Regions from separate parts of the Sus scrofa genome. Here region 1 is linked to region 2. Evidence: chromatin contacts called from public promoter capture Hi-C data. All regions are on one chromosome and are shown on one strand. Each heading gives the region's core, a stretch centred on a gene start, on an enhancer-like site or on the middle of the called end of the contact. The rest is flanking DNA. Distances are from core to core; before and after follow the strand shown. Region 1 overlaps SASH1 (SAM and SH3 domain-containing protein 1). Region 2 overlaps SASH1 (SAM and SH3 domain-containing protein 1).

Region 1 (7,536 bases), core at 4,931-7,430, 180 kb after region 2:
GAGCAGATAGAAATCTTCGACCAACCTTTCCTGGCTCTCTATAGAGGAATAATCATAAATACCAATGGACACCTGAAAATGGAATAACTGGGGCTTTAGGACATCTGGAAAGATGAGATGCAGGACTATTTGCAAGAAAAAAAAAAAATGAGAGCTATCATTTATGAAGTCCAACTGCATACTGGTATGCTGAGCACAAGCTCTACTTCAACTTAGCTAAATCTCAGAGAGAAACCTAAGAAAGCAAACCTTTGCTTCACTTTTCAGGTGATGAAATAGATCAATAGGGTTGGCTACCTTGGCCGAGGTCAGGCAGTCAATCAACAAAAGGGCTGGGATGTGAACCCAGACTAATGCGCTCCAAAGTCCTAGAGCTTAATTACTGTGCTGAGAAAGGTTTCATCATTCCCAAGGAAGAGCTTCTTTCTACAAACGACACTTCCTAACATTAAAAAAATAAAAGACCTTCAAGGAAATCTACAGCCTCTTCCAATGATCAACACAACTGCCAATTCCAAATTTAAATTTCAGTTTAAATTCCACATTTAAACTGAGGTTGACTCGAGGAGTGGATTAAGATGTCTGGCTGTACTAACCCCCACCCACCTGATTCTAGTCTACCTACCCACCTACAGTTCCACCGAGCAAAACTACTAATTCTTCAAGGCACTGAACCCTGAACAAGCAAGCTAAAGCTTCATCCTCCACACCTAAAGACTATTTTTTCAGAAATTCTGCCAAATCTATGGGCTGTTTCAGTTACTGGACATTTCAAAATACATGACAATACAGATTTAGCAAAATAAGTCTTACTGTTTTTAGTCCCCAACACATAACAACAAATATCCAGTAAATCTACAAGTCTTAAAAACTGCAAACAGAGTAAGTAAACTTTTTGAGGTTCTGAGTAGGAGGTAATTGGTTTCCTCTCCCGGTCAGACAACAAATGGAGAAGAGATAAACATCAGTAACATCAGCTTCTTCCCAAATCCAACTGTGAAAGCACATCAGCCAAATACGGTTTATTTACACCCAGTCTTTGAAGGACTCTTTCTCCACACCAACTTCTCAGCAGGTGTCCCAGATTAAACTGTTGAATATCATACCCGATTGTTTAAAACAAAAAACAAAAAACTTTGATGTGATCCGAGGCGGCTTATTTTTTAATTAGGGTTTGAAATCCTAAACCGTGCGTATTTAACCCCCTAAGAACTAGAGCCGGAGAAGGAAGACTCGGCCGACTGGGCTTGCCGGGTCGGCGAGCGCCAAGGGAGCGCGGGGTGGCCGGGAGCCGGCCCGTCCCGGGGCCCGCGACCCGCCTTCCGCGCGCCTCGGCGGCCGCAGGTAACTCACCAGGATGCCCATCACGTCGGTCCAGAGCCGGGAGAACGCCTCGGACATGCCAGCGCCCGCTTCACACTCCGGCGCGGGCTCGGGCTCCGGCTCCGGCGCCGGGCCGGCGGCTCCCGCGTCCTCCTCCATGGCCGGGTCCCCGGGGCGCCCCGGCCCCGCAGCAGCGCGCGCCCGGCCCCCGGCGCCGGTCTCCGCCCGCCGCGTCACCGAGCCGCGCCCCCGCGCCGCATCCCCCGCGGCCTCCGGCCCCGCGGGCGCCCCCGGAAGGCGCCCGCACTTCGGCTCGAGGTGGCGGCGGGCAGCGCGACTGACAAGTCCCGAAACTTTGCCGGCCCGGCTGGGCTCGGCCACCGGGTAGCAGGAGGCAAGGTTCGCACCACTGAGTTTTTCGGCGGGGAATCCTGGCAGCCCAGGAGCAATGCGACCCGCTGCAAAGGCGTCTCTTCCTGTAATCGGGACCGACTAAGTAGGCACGCGACTCATCACTTCCAGCAAGTCTGGGCAGGGCCCCGCCGGGCGACCGCGGTGGCTCTGGAACTTGGGGGGAACTCCCCGGGCCCCCTCTCTTCAAAATGAGTCCTTCCAGCTCCACATGACTCTCTCCCCGCGAAGCTAAAGAAAGCGTTTAGCAACAAAAGGTGCTCTGATGTCAGGCTCTTTGCATGGAAATGAGCCATAGACAGGAGAACAAATCGCCTGTTGAAAGAGCGGCCGCGCTTCTCCCGCCTGCACAAGTTTCCAATCACGCTATTCACTCAGACAGTTTTGGTCACAGAAACTCGAGAAAGTTAATCTTTAAGCTGCTCTTGAAAGAGTTCCCAAGTAGTCAGTGTGGTTACAACTGCACACCTCGCCCCTCCTGGAGTCAAGCGACCTCGGGAATTACAACTCTGCCTCTCTCAGCCAAGACCTGGAAAAACAAGGGTGAAAGCTTGGGCACGAGCCATTGTTTGTATCGTGTTTATTATGAGTGGGGACTTTTTTAGTTTCCGGGCGCCCCAAAGGCCGTGATTGCTAGGGGTGTCGGCTAAATAGGGGAGTTCCCCTAAAGAGGGGTAAGAAGCTTTGGGCTTCAACGGGTCCTTGACAGTAAGGACCTAGGGAAGGGCCCTTTTCAAAAGTCAGTGTTATGGTTGTAGCCATTTAACCAACACACTTGGGGCCCTGTGTGTGTGTTTTTGCAAGGACAAGATCCATGACGGATTTATTTTACAAGAGAAAGAGCCCTGTAGAAGTATTTCATTTGTTGTGATCCTTTCTTTACAAACCACTCAGAGAATTTACCCTGAGAGCTGACAATCCAGGTCACATTTGATTGGGTGTTTGATCATTTTGTGAAACTTTTCGGAAACCACGAGGAACCGCCCTTAGGTCAAAACGCTGTAGGGTACAAAAAACCAGGTAAGGTGCCCCCTGGGTTGGGGCGGGGCGGGGGTGGTGGGGGGAGTCCTTGCTTGTTTTAGAGGCCTCTTGGTTGTGTGTGTGTGTGTGTGTTTCCTTCTGAGCCCACCACATTAAAGGAGGGCTGAGGGACCGAAGAGCGCTCGTCCTTGAAATCCCCTTCCTAAAAGCAGGAATTAGGGAGAATCAACGCAAATGGATGAATAGCCCTTAGAAGAAAGTGCAAGATTGAAAAAAATAAAAAGTTTCAAAAGCAATTACGTGTATAAGCTTAATCCCTGATGACAACATTTTTGAAAAGAAAGAGAAAGAATGAGAAAGTTTTCCCTTGACAGTAAGGAGGCGTTGTGTTGAAGTGGAGTGCTGGGCACAGAATCAGTATGCCCACGCCTGGTGCTTTTCTGAGCTGAAGCTGGCCTTAGGCCAGGTATGTGTTCTAAGATGCTAGGTAGCCAAATAAATTCTCTAAAGCAGTGGTGGGCTTGTTATCATCAGCACATTATTATTACATCTATAAAGACATGAACAGAAGTAAATGATGAGAAAGGTAAGGCAACTGTTAAGAGTTGGGTTTACTAGTCTACTTAAGAATTTCAGTGTTTTAGCCACCTGGTACCTTACTCAATTCCAGAAAATACAAAGGACAGTGCTACCTCTACTGGGGACAGCTTGTTTTCCACATAAACACATTCTGACCAGTGACTGAGAATGAAGCCATACAAGCAGGATGGTGGGGGCAGCACCAGTCGGGAGTCCTTCTTCTTGCCTCATCAGATGACCTGAGGGCAAAGCATTTAACTTTTCTGTGCCACCTCCGTTTCCCCATTCTAGATGTAGCAAGGCCACACTAATTGCCACCTACCTCCTCAAAGGTGATATTATATGTCAGGGTCATCTAAACATAGGTATTATTTAGCCACAACCTAAACACACATATCAATATAATTAAATCTTAACCAGCATTTTGGAACTCAGAGCAATCAATCTACTCTAGACATTTAAGCTCCTTTTCCTGGCACAACCTAATAAATAGAAAAGGAAATAAGTAATGCATTTGAAGGGGAATGTTGGTACCTATTAATAGGTTCCCAGGAGGATGGAGACAGACCCCACCCCTCGAATGTACCTTTTGACCTTGGAGACCTGCTTTGGACCTGGGTACAGCCTGCACAAGACCTACACCCTTCCCCGGAATGTGGAGCAGAGATTAACCGCCTACAAGGATTCACTGCCCTCTGTCACAGGACTCGACCACCTACCCCTCCCCACCTACTCCGCCCTTGAACTTCCGCTCCTCCTTCTTGTCGTTCTTGCCACAAGTTCCCGCCATGAACTCCCGGCACAGATTCCTGCCACGGATCCTTTATAAGCTTGGAACCTGCTCACAGTCAGGGCTGGTGCCATCTTGAGCTCAGCCCGTGCCCCTCTGATGCCTTCATAAATCTCTTTTGCTTTACCAGCTAGGCCTTGTGCATTCTTCCCTTGGCAAACCTAACACCTATAATTTTGTTGTCTGTATATAAATATGAGTTTTCGAACAGTCATTTTTCTACGTATAGAACATGTATCATTTTTTGACTGTCTTAAAAATGAAGCTGAACATTTTCACTTATCAGCTTCGTGATGCTTCTACTCAAAATAAATCTGATTACTTCTTCCAAATTGAGTCTTTTGGTGGGGGTGGTTCTGGTTTTTTGTTTTTGCTTTTTGCTTTTGTAATGATTTTTATTTTTTCCATTATACCTGGTTTACAGTGTTCTGTCAATTTTCTGTTGCACAGCAAAGTGACCCAGTCACACATACATGTATACATTCTTTTTTCTCACATTATCATGCTCCATCACAAGTGACCAGACATAGTTCCTAGTGCTATACAGCAGGATCCCATAGGAACTGAGTCGTTTTTCCTTTGATTAATGTCAATCTTCCAAAAATTCCTTCAGGGGCTTTTTTTTTTTTTTTTTTTTACAAAATGTAAAGAATAATCAGCAACATCACGATTGCCATCATACTATTTCAGAGTCCCATAGGGTACCATTTATAAAGAGCTTTTTATAATAGAGTTACATATCCCATTAGGGTGGGAAAGGGCCTTGGAGGTGACCTGGATCAAATCTCTCATTTTGAGGATAAAGAAATGGGCTCCAGAGAATTTGAATTCAAGTGAACACAGCTACATGGAGCAGAAAAAAGTCAGATGGCTTTTGCTTTTAAAAGTTCTTTTAGGAGTTCCCTGGTGGCTCAGTGGGTTAAAGATCTGGTGGTGTCACTGCTGCGGCGTGGGTCTGATTCTGGCCTGGGAAATTCCACATGCCACGGGCAAAGCCAAAAAGAAAAAAGAAATATATATATATATAGAAAACTATACCATTGGATTGCTTTTTAAAATTAATTGGTAAAAGAAACTGTTCAGAGATACGTGAATGGAGCTCTCCAGATCACAGGTTCAGAGATGGATTTTAAAGGGCAAACAATAAAATATTGGAATTAAATGTATTTATTGGAATAAAATGTATTATCCATAAGAGTAGCATATGTTTTAGGAACACAGTTTCATTCAAACACTTGTTATTTTTCAGAGGCAATATATTTGCTGCAGAAAAAATGTGAGCTAAAGCAGAGATTAAATCCAAAAGATTATAAATAGTCCACTTTAGTTTTTACCATTTTTGCTTTCCGAAATTGAGCAATGAAAAGAGATAAGCTCGTTTAGTTTTTGCCTACCATCGGCAGCCCTCTCTGGCACTCTAACTTGGGGCATTCCACAGTGCTTTAGGGGCACTAACTGTAAGGAAAGACTGAAATGCCAAAACATTTTTCCCCTGACAATCCCAAATAAATGTAAGTGTACAGTTTTTTCACAACTCCCTTCAAAGCAAGCCAAACCCCTGCTAAAGTAGTACCTGTTTAAAAGCTTCTTCAGAGTTCCCACTGTGGCTCAGTGGGTTAAAAACCCAACTGGTATCCATGAGGATATGAGTTTGATCCCTGGCCTCACTCAGTGGGTTAAGGATCTGGGATGGCCACAAGCTGTGTGTAGGTCGCAGATGGTCCTCTGATCTGGTGGTGGTGTGGCTGTAGTGTAGGCCAGCAGCTGTAGCTCTAATTTGACCCCTAGCCTGGAAACTGCCATATGCCACAGGTGTGGCCCTAAAAAGAAAATAATAATAATAAAGCCTCTTCATCATGGAGTATTTGGTAAGAGAGATTGAGCAAAGAGCTAAGAGCAAACCAAAGAGAAATGAAAACTAAGTGAAGACAGCCCAAAAAGGCCAAGGAAAGAAGGTAAATAAACCAAATGAGGCTGCAGGGCTATAAATACTTTTCTCTGAAATCTCTTCTTCCACTCTGATAAGCAATGTTACTAGCCTGGCCAGTTCAGTTTTCCTCTGTGTTGATGCAATGTAAACACCAAAGTTCTGCCTGGGAATTATTCCATCAGGCATAATACGATGTGACCGAGATTTCATTTTGCAGAGTCGGGTCAGACTACATCATTTCTAAAGCCCTTAGTGATTCTGAAATATGAGGGTTCTGAACTCTTCAGTAACACACATTCTAGACAAGAAACAAAAACCTCTGAGGGGGCTGACAACATTGAATTAACAATGTTTCAGGCAAAGAACCCAGAGACTTCAACTCACCATATAATTACTTCTGAACTAACACAAGAGCAGTGTCTCCTGCGGGAGCTGTGAGGTTCTGTGAGAGCTGACTGACACTGAAAACGAGAAACAAAAGGAAGCGTGGAGAAGGAATGATCTTTAGCATCATACTCTGTGCTATTTATCTGTTTAGCTTAGGAGACTGTAAGAGAGGAAAAAAAAGGAATGTGTTAATAAGAGATCAGAGATTATGTTAAATATTTCCCAATTGTGCAAGAAAAGTCTTAAAAGCACAGCTGGCAAGTATCAGGCACCAACCAAATTGCTTCATCAATCTTGTCTATTTTATAAACTTTACCCAATGAGAATGCCTCCTTGGCTGTCTCTCTTGCTTAAACATACTTGTGAAAAATACATTTTTTTCTATTCAATTTAAAAGCTCCAATTAAAACTATCACTCTGCTTCTTTGAAGTGCTGTAATGTTATATACACAGAACAAAAGATTCGCACTTACAAAATTAATCCCAGAAACCACGGAAGACTAAGAAGACTACTACAAATCTTATCCAGAATTGATGTATTATCTAGAATACTTTCAATAACAGATTATTTATAAATAAAATTGTACATATGCAAAATAGTTTGCATATGACTATTAAATGGGAGGGCATTGAGCTGAGTGTAACATTCTGGAAAAAATATGTGTTGACATTAAAACAAAGGAAAGTGTGATATCCATTTTTACCACTCATTTTTTTTTTAAAGAGTCACATATTTGCATAAATTACTTGAGACAACCATGAGTCTTAGTTGCATTGTCCAGCCTGATGTGAAGTCCGAAAAGAGCTTGGCTTTATTCTGTTCTATGACTTTCATGGAAGAGCCAACATTTTGGACCACAAGGAATGAGGCTATTACACCCCTTAAATGTACCTGTTGGCTGTTAAAAAGGTACTCCCATTCCTGTTTCTGAAAAAAGAAGGAAGGGAAAAAAAGAAGGGAGAGAGAGAGAAGAAATCTCAACTTTCCTTTCTGCTATAAAGTTCTATCATTTTAGAACCTCAGATCCATGCATCTTTCTTCTCACGCAATCCTTCCCATGTATAGTAAATTTTTCAATCTCCCCTCAGTCATTCAAAGCCATTTTCCTTTCCTGGGTACTTTCTTTCAAATTGC
Region 2 (7,362 bases), core at 4,364-6,863:
GAGGTCAAGGGCAGCGTCAGTGCTGGTAACTACTTCTGTAGGATAACAGGTACTCATAGCAATGGGCCGCCCTTGCTGGATGGCGCGGATCGCCCCGCCCTTCCCTGAAAGTGCCCTCACTCGCTCGGTTTCGAAGGGGAAGGCAAGGTGGGGTCGCAACAGGACGGAACTGACTTTGAGGTTGATGCGATCAAGGAGCTCCTCCACCGACTTGGGCTGGGGGCGTCTTCCTTTCCTCCTCCTCCTGGTGGGGCGCTTGGGCTTCTCCTCTTCCTCATTGAGCACGTCCACGTAGATGAATTTGAACGTGCCCACCTTGTTGTTCAGCAGACCCATCCAGGTGCCCATGGGGGGCTTGCTGATTATGTCAATGATGTCTCCTTTCTGGGGCGCAGGGGACAAAGATCTTAACATCGGGTCCACTTCCCAGCATGAATCATCAATCTGATGTGTTAGTCACATGGATGTGAAGACACTGAGGGGTCCCTCGGGTCACCTTACATAATGGGGGTCTGGCAGAGAGCCAGACAGAGCCTGTTTGGTGGCGCTGGACCCCATGGAGGCCGGGGGCCCCGTCCTCTGCGCCCTCCTGCCTCACAGCATGGTGTGCCCCAGTGTCTCCCAGCGCTCGAGGCTGGGGGACCCCTGGCTCTCTGAATGCCCACCCTCACCCAGAGCTCCTACGTCCTAGAGCAAGGACTGCCCACCAATCAGGTCAGTGGCAACCCCTGTCCTGCGACTGCATCACACATTTTGAGGAACCCCATCTATCCTGTACAAATGTCACCGATCGCACGGAGAAGCCAGTTGTGTCCCTTCAGGTGGCAAAAGCACAGAGACTGGAGGTGGAGGGTGACAGGACTTCTAGAAGGAAGCTGAGAGCAGAAGACAGCAGGGCCAGCAGGAACAGGTGGTGGCAACAAAGGATTAACATGACACCGCCTCGATCCCCAAGTGCTGGCCGGCTCTGTTTCATTTTTCCCCCCCGAGGAGACCCGTTTCCGAAGGGAGCCGAGACACTGGCCAGTGTGCACCACACCAGCCCAGCATTCCACAGCTGGGAGGAAAGAACGTCTCTGACGGAAACAAGGCACCCTGCCCAAGGGCTCCACGGCCAGGCAGACACACGCACCTTGAGCTTGAGGGAGTCTGTGTCATAGGGGCTGGGCGTGAAGTCGGTGTGCACCCTGGCACGCCCACAGAACGGGCCCCGGTAGGGGGGCTCCTCGTCGTCACCGTCTTCCGACTTGACACTCTCCCTGTTGCTGGTCGAGGAGTCCGTGGTGCTCACTGTTTGGCCGCCTGGACACGAGAAACAGGCAGAACGCGGTCAACAGAGACTGGCTGCACAGCCAGCCGGACGCAGCGAAGGTGCCACAGCCTAGGAAGGCAGGGGCCAGAGAAGGGAAGTCTCGAGCCACAGCCATTTGTCAGGACCAGAGCTGAGACCTGGGGAGAATCTGAGTTTCCTGACTGTCCCCTCTAATGGGACAGGGGATTCGAGCAAGTTACCTTTCTGACCTGGGAATCCAGGTGACACAGAGACTCCCTGATGGAGGACGCCGTCCGCGCTTAACATTCATGGCCTCCCATCTGTTAAGCATTACTGCTTGTGACCCCAGCTTACAGAGGAGGAATCTCAGAGGTCAACTTGCCCAAGGTCAAGTGCTTTTAAAGTGGTGGGTTTAAACGTGGTTCCCTCCCCTGTAGCGTTTGGCTAACACCACCACTGGACCGAGAGGGGTTGAACAGCATTTGTTTCGGGGACAATTGTAATTCTCTCCTCTTATTATTTTTCTGGTTCTTAGTTGACTACTTTATTGCTCTGATAATAATGTGGGGTTTTTTGGTGGTTGTTTTTTTGGCTGCTCCTGCAGCATGTGGAAATTTCCCCGGCCAGGGATGGAACCCGCGCCACAGCAGTGACAACGCTGGATGCTTAACCCACTGAGCCACCGGGGAATTCCAATAATGTTTTAATCATAAAAGTTATGAAGATATCGGCTTTCATTGTCAAACCAGAAGAGAATTATTGATACCTCCCAGTGCCCAAAATTCATCAGGGAAAAATAATGTCACATTACTGTGTTGAATCCTGCATAAAAATGTTTCTGATTAAAGACTGCAGGCTGAAGAGAAGCATTTGTCTTCTCTTTTATTAAACCCCAATAAAAGGCTAATAAAGGAACTGGATTCACAAGGACAAAGACAATAGCAGGGGACAAGGAGCTGATGAGGTTATTTCTACCCAAATCTGTAAGACAAAACGGTGGTCCAAGGATCGCTATTTACAACTGTAGGCGGAGGATGCTCCCTGAGGTGGGGCGGGACAGCAGCGTGTGCCCGGCAGGACCCTGGCCCTCTGCTCTGACTCCGCTGCTCACCTGGTGAGCTGCCCCACCTCCACCCCAACCCCTTCGCCTCCAGGCTCCAGATCTTCCTCTGACCTGCTTTCTCTCTTTTCCGACTCAAATTCACCTCTTGTGCCACTGCTGAGCATCAGCTACAGAACAAATAGGATGCCAGGGCCAGGTATCTTGCGGGTGTGTCTCCGTATGGGCATCTTACGGGTAGAAACGTCTTACCTTTCAACTGCCTGAACCTGACACTCAGGAAAAGTCTGATTTTGACTCCAAGGAAATCATCTACGATTACAAACGGGATGTACTGGAGTTCCCGTCGTGGCGCAGTGGTTAACGAATCCGACTAGGAACCATGAGGTTGCGGGTTCGGTCTCTGCCCTTGCTCAGTGGGTTAACGATCCGGCGTTGCCGTGAGCTATGGTGTAGGTTGCAGACGCGGCTCGGATCCCACGTTGCTGTGGCTCTGGCGTAGGCCGGTGGCTACAGCTCCAATTGGACCCCTAGCCTGGGAACCTCCATATGCCGTGGGAGCGGCCCAAGAAATAGCAAAAAGAAAAAAAAAACAAACGGGACGTACTCATCGAGCTCTGGCCGCTCAGAGAACTCCGCAGACTCTCCACAGACCCTCCAGCTTTGAGCTTGGGCTTGTCCATGTGTTCGCCGTCAGGCTGAGAGGATGGAGGGGAGCCAGGCATTCCGTCGAGGCCTGAATCCTGAAATGGGTTTCAAGAAACATTACAGCTCATCAGAGGGGACGGGCGTCCTTTTGTAATTCACAGCAGTCGAGCCCACAACAAAGTCAAGCAAATCCATTCTTATATCCGTGTCTGATTCTTCACCTAATAGTCTCCTTCTTTGTAATCTATAGCCTTCTTCATTTTAAAGTTGTGGCTCATGTAACTATTAATTAAGCACTCAAGAAGTATTTTACATGCTCAAATAGATGTTCTTGAAAAAAAAAAAATCTATCTACCTTGTAGACAGATCATTTCATTAAAGACTTAGAGACTTTTGAGCAAACTCCTTATGCAGTAAAAAACTGGACTTTAAGTGCAGATTCGATATAATCCGCAAATAATGCAGTGTCCAGAAGGTACTATCAAAGGACATCAAGCCTGTCTGAAATAATTACACTTAAAAAAAAAAAAAAAAGAGGGTATCTTTTGTCTTTTAAAAAAAAGCCAGATGTGGAAGTCCCCTTGTGGCAGCATGGGTTAAGGATCCAGCTTAACCCATGTGAGGCAGGCTGCAACTGAGGTATGGGTTCAATCCCTGGCCCAGGAACCTCCACATGCCATGGATACAATAACAACAACAAAAAAGCCAGATTCCGGGAGTTCCCACTGTGGCGCAGCGTAAACGAATCTAACCAGGAACCATGAGGTTGCGGGTGTGATCTCTGGCCTCGCTCAGTGGGTTAAGGATCCCGTGTTACTGTGAGCTCTGGTGTAAATCACAGATGTGGCTCGGATCCTGCGTTGCTGTGGCTGTGGTGTACGCAGGCAGCTGTAGCTCCGGTTGGACCCCTAGCCTGGTAACTTCCATGTGCCGCAGGTGTGGCCCTAAAAAGCAAAAAAAAAAAAAAGGCCAGATTCTTATATATTTCTATCACAAAGTTATTGAAATTGGCTAATAAAATACTAACTTAAGACCCAGATATATAGCTGTCCCTTGAACACACAGAGATTAGGGGTGCTGAGCCACTCTGCAGCTGAAAATCTGAATATAACTTGTAGTTGGCCTCCTTATCCGGGGTACTGCACCTGCCAGATTCAACCACAGATCCAGAAGTGCTCTAGCAAAATCCACCTTTCAGTGGACCTGTGCAATTCAAGCTCGTGTTGTTCAAGGGTCAACTGTAGAGCAAACATACCACTGTTCTGTCTGTAATCAATTTTCATACGTCACCCTAGGATTTCACCTTCTTTCACTTCTTTTTCTGTGTTGTTAGTAAAAAGCTGCGAAGTCCCTTTTAGATGGTAAGGTCAACAGTTATGACTCAGCAGTTTTACTCACTTCTCGGATGCCTAGGTATCATTAGCTTGGCAAATGAAGGGTGACTAGAGCCTGCTCATTGAGATGTCGATAGCCAATGATAGCCAGAATGGTTTACTTGCCCAAATAGAACACTCTCTGGCATACTACACAGCCACGTGAGCACTAAACCATCTAAACGAAACCTGTTATTTGCAGAGTGCCGAATCATCAGACGGGCTCTGCCTGAGATTCTGCGGGGGCCCTGCAAACATTTAAGGACAACAGTAAGGGCAGCTTCTGACCCAAAACACACTTCTGCTTTATACATAAGGAGAGTAAGCAAATACCCTGAACAACAACTGCCATAAACAGGGGAGCATTATTAGGAAGTGACTTAAACTGCAAAGGGCGAATTCTGGAGTAGGTTTTCATTCATTTTTTGAATCATAAAATCAGCCACCTTTCCAATTAAAATCTTTTTAAAATGCTCCTGAAAAAAAAAATCTCACATTTTGAAAAACAGTCATAGGAAATATACACTTTGTATACTCTATGTTCACAAATGCTTTTAGAAAATTATTTATCACATCTTTATTGATTGCTTGCAAGAGCAGGTACTATTCTAGAAGCTGGGCATACAGAGTAGGAATAGAGCAGACACAAATCCTTACCAGAATAGTTGGTATACTTAGTAAAAAGTAGGGGGGAAATTAAAGCCTTCCATCAGTAATACTTGTCTCTCCAAAAAACATGACAGTGATTCCTTCTTTTTTTTTTTTGGTTTATGTGAAATGACTGTTTTAAAAACACAGAGGACTAAAAATATGAGATATCTACATACTAGTGAAATTATAGAAAAAGGCTCCATACGGCATTAAAGGTCGAGGCTCATGATTCATCAAGTGGAAAACGCCTAGGAATGTAAGTTTACAAGAGCTTTTGGTGGATGTTTCAATTTGGGGGAAAAGCCAACTAAACAAAGTGCTTTAAATTTGAGGCACTGCTTTCCTTGGCATGATGTGTGTTTCACAGGAGTGCAGAGTTTGCGTCACTGCTGGCCAGAAATACAGAGTCACCGTCACTCCCACACCCACAGGGACAAGAAATGAAAAGAACAAGGAAAACAATCATGGAGAAGAGACACTAGAGGCTGCCCAGACTTCCCCTGTAGGTCTAACAAGCCATGGCTTCTCAACCTGAGCACGAATGGCATTTGGATGGACAATTCTTTGTTGTGGGGGGAGGCTGCTCTGTGTATTGTAAGGGGCATCTCTGACTTCTATCCACCAGATGTCAGTAGCACCCAACATCACCCCACCCCAACCCGGTTACAACTATCGAAAATGTCCCCAGCCAAAGCCCGGGGGCTGGTGGGAGAGCAAAATCAACCTCCTACAGTATGTGAGAACCACTGTACTAAAGTGAAGATGTACAGGCTTTGTGTGTCTCACAGGGCAGGAGGCTGGCTAGCTGGTGTGCAAAGCAATACACAGGGAGGCTTGGTTTTTAGCTCTCTGTGTCCACCAGAGGGCAGCAGCTGAACAAAAATGTCTGCTTCCCCTGCTGTTTTATTCAGTAGATAGAGCGGCATCACCTCCACATTTCAGGTAGACAACCAGCTCACGCACAGGGACTTCAATAGACTACACAATGAACACTATAAAAGTGCCAGCGGAGAGGGTTCTAAAAATCTAATGGTCAAAATTATCTCCAGGCCCAGCTTTCCAAATGTCATTATTCCCTCTACCCACACAAATAAGACAGAAACAGGTCATGTTCCCAGTGATGACATTATAGAATTGGGGAAGGGAGAGGTGTCAGTTCTGTGTTATCTTAGTGGCTGCAGATTGGGCTACTTAGTGAAAACACCCTCACAGAAACAGCAGTAGTATGTTCAGTCCTACATCCAGGAAGCACCTTAAGTTTACCTCTCACACATGCTCTGTGCTTCTAGAACGACCTAACACTGCATTTCTTTGATAAGGGAAAAAAAGAGAGAGAGAGAAAGAAGTCTGCTGTCTAAGAAAACATGATTGTCCTTTTTTGGTTTGATCCCAGGGACGCCCATTTTGGAGCAAGGGCTACATTAGAAAAGAAAATCCTTCCTTTGTGTTCTAATTTGTAGTTAGTGCTTTTACTGCATTAAAGAAAAATCATTTCTTTACATGGCTGTGTTTTCTTTCACTATATCTAGAAGGCAGGGCCTGCTCTGTATGCCCAGCACCTAAGTGATTAATAAATATTTGCTGAATCCAGTGTTTGTCCACATAAACTAAGCATGGTCCTGGAGCCTGTTAAGGTCAATGCATGTGTATAGTACCATGTAAAATCTCAGATTGACCGTGCTCGGCTTTTCTTGTCGTCGGGAGGAACCAAGGGGGCTTTTTGCCTGGCCCTCACATACCTGCTCAGAGACAGAGCTGCTGTATTTTTTAGACATTCTCTTCCTCATGGTCTCTTTCACTGATTTCACTTTTTTCCCAAGAGAGATGCGGGAGGCAGTGGGTGATTTGATTACTTCTTTGTACACAAAATCTCCTTCTTTACCCTGCAAAACAAAAGGTTATAAGCATCTTTAATCACAGAAAATGAGGCTCCCAAACAGGTTTTATTATTCAAATCCTGAATGTTCGACCTCTCAGAAAAACATGGGCATGCCTCGGGACCTTCACTTTTTCCTTATATTAATTCACTGCTAGGTTATTTATCTTTTCAATTAAAAATTAAAAGCTACTGACTAAGGGGCTTTTGTTTATTGTTTGTTTGAAGTGGGATGTAAGTCACTTTACTTTCTTCAATCTTAGTATATTCTTCTATTATTTTCCCCCCATCATTTTAAACACCCAAAGGGACTGTATTTCATCAATAGTGACTTAGATGAACCAACGCTCACTTAATCCCAGCAGTTTGGAGGAAGGGAAAGATTATACAGCTAATCACCCTAGGAAAGTGGTAAGAACAAAACAGCAAATCTCAATTATGAGATGTCCAGCATCTGGTAGGATTTATATCATTTCCTGTG

What was found. Promoter capture Hi-C pulls out the DNA fragments that hold promoters and counts their contacts.
Region 1: a contact with region 2 is called in a promoter capture Hi-C map of liver, with 7 times the contacts expected there. The contact joins two enhancer-like sites. A contact is called at or near these places in 1 of 5 promoter capture datasets (liver), 3 of 47 Hi-C or Micro-C datasets (embryonic fibroblasts, liver and skeletal muscle) and 1 of 2 datasets of contacts at active chromatin or transcription factors (skeletal muscle).

What each region holds. Positions count from the first base shown.
Region 1 is chr1:17,510,176-17,517,711 of Sscrofa11.1, forward strand. All of the region lies in intron 1 of SASH1 (SAM and SH3 domain-containing protein 1), which reads right to left. It overlaps LOC106508822 (a long non-coding RNA gene), which reads left to right and starts at 2,395. Exons shown (of 2, transcript XR_001305890.2): 1 at 2,395-2,754; 2 at 3,839-4,721. Within about 2 kb of position 6,181, at least 9 of the 83 cell types and tissues checked have an H3K27ac peak or open chromatin away from gene starts, as enhancers often do. A contact at or near this core is called in liver, where this site is marked.
Region 2 is chr1:17,327,163-17,334,524 of Sscrofa11.1, forward strand. SASH1 (SAM and SH3 domain-containing protein 1) reads right to left here. Exons shown (of 20, transcript XM_021072061.1): 12 at 6,745-6,888; 13 at 2,941-3,076; 14 at 1,133-1,302; 15 at 175-384. Among named protein-coding and RNA genes, the nearest start is that of UST, 190 kb to the left of the region's middle. Within about 2 kb of position 5,614, at least 10 of the 83 cell types and tissues checked have an H3K27ac peak or open chromatin away from gene starts, as enhancers often do. A contact at or near this core is called in liver, where this site is marked.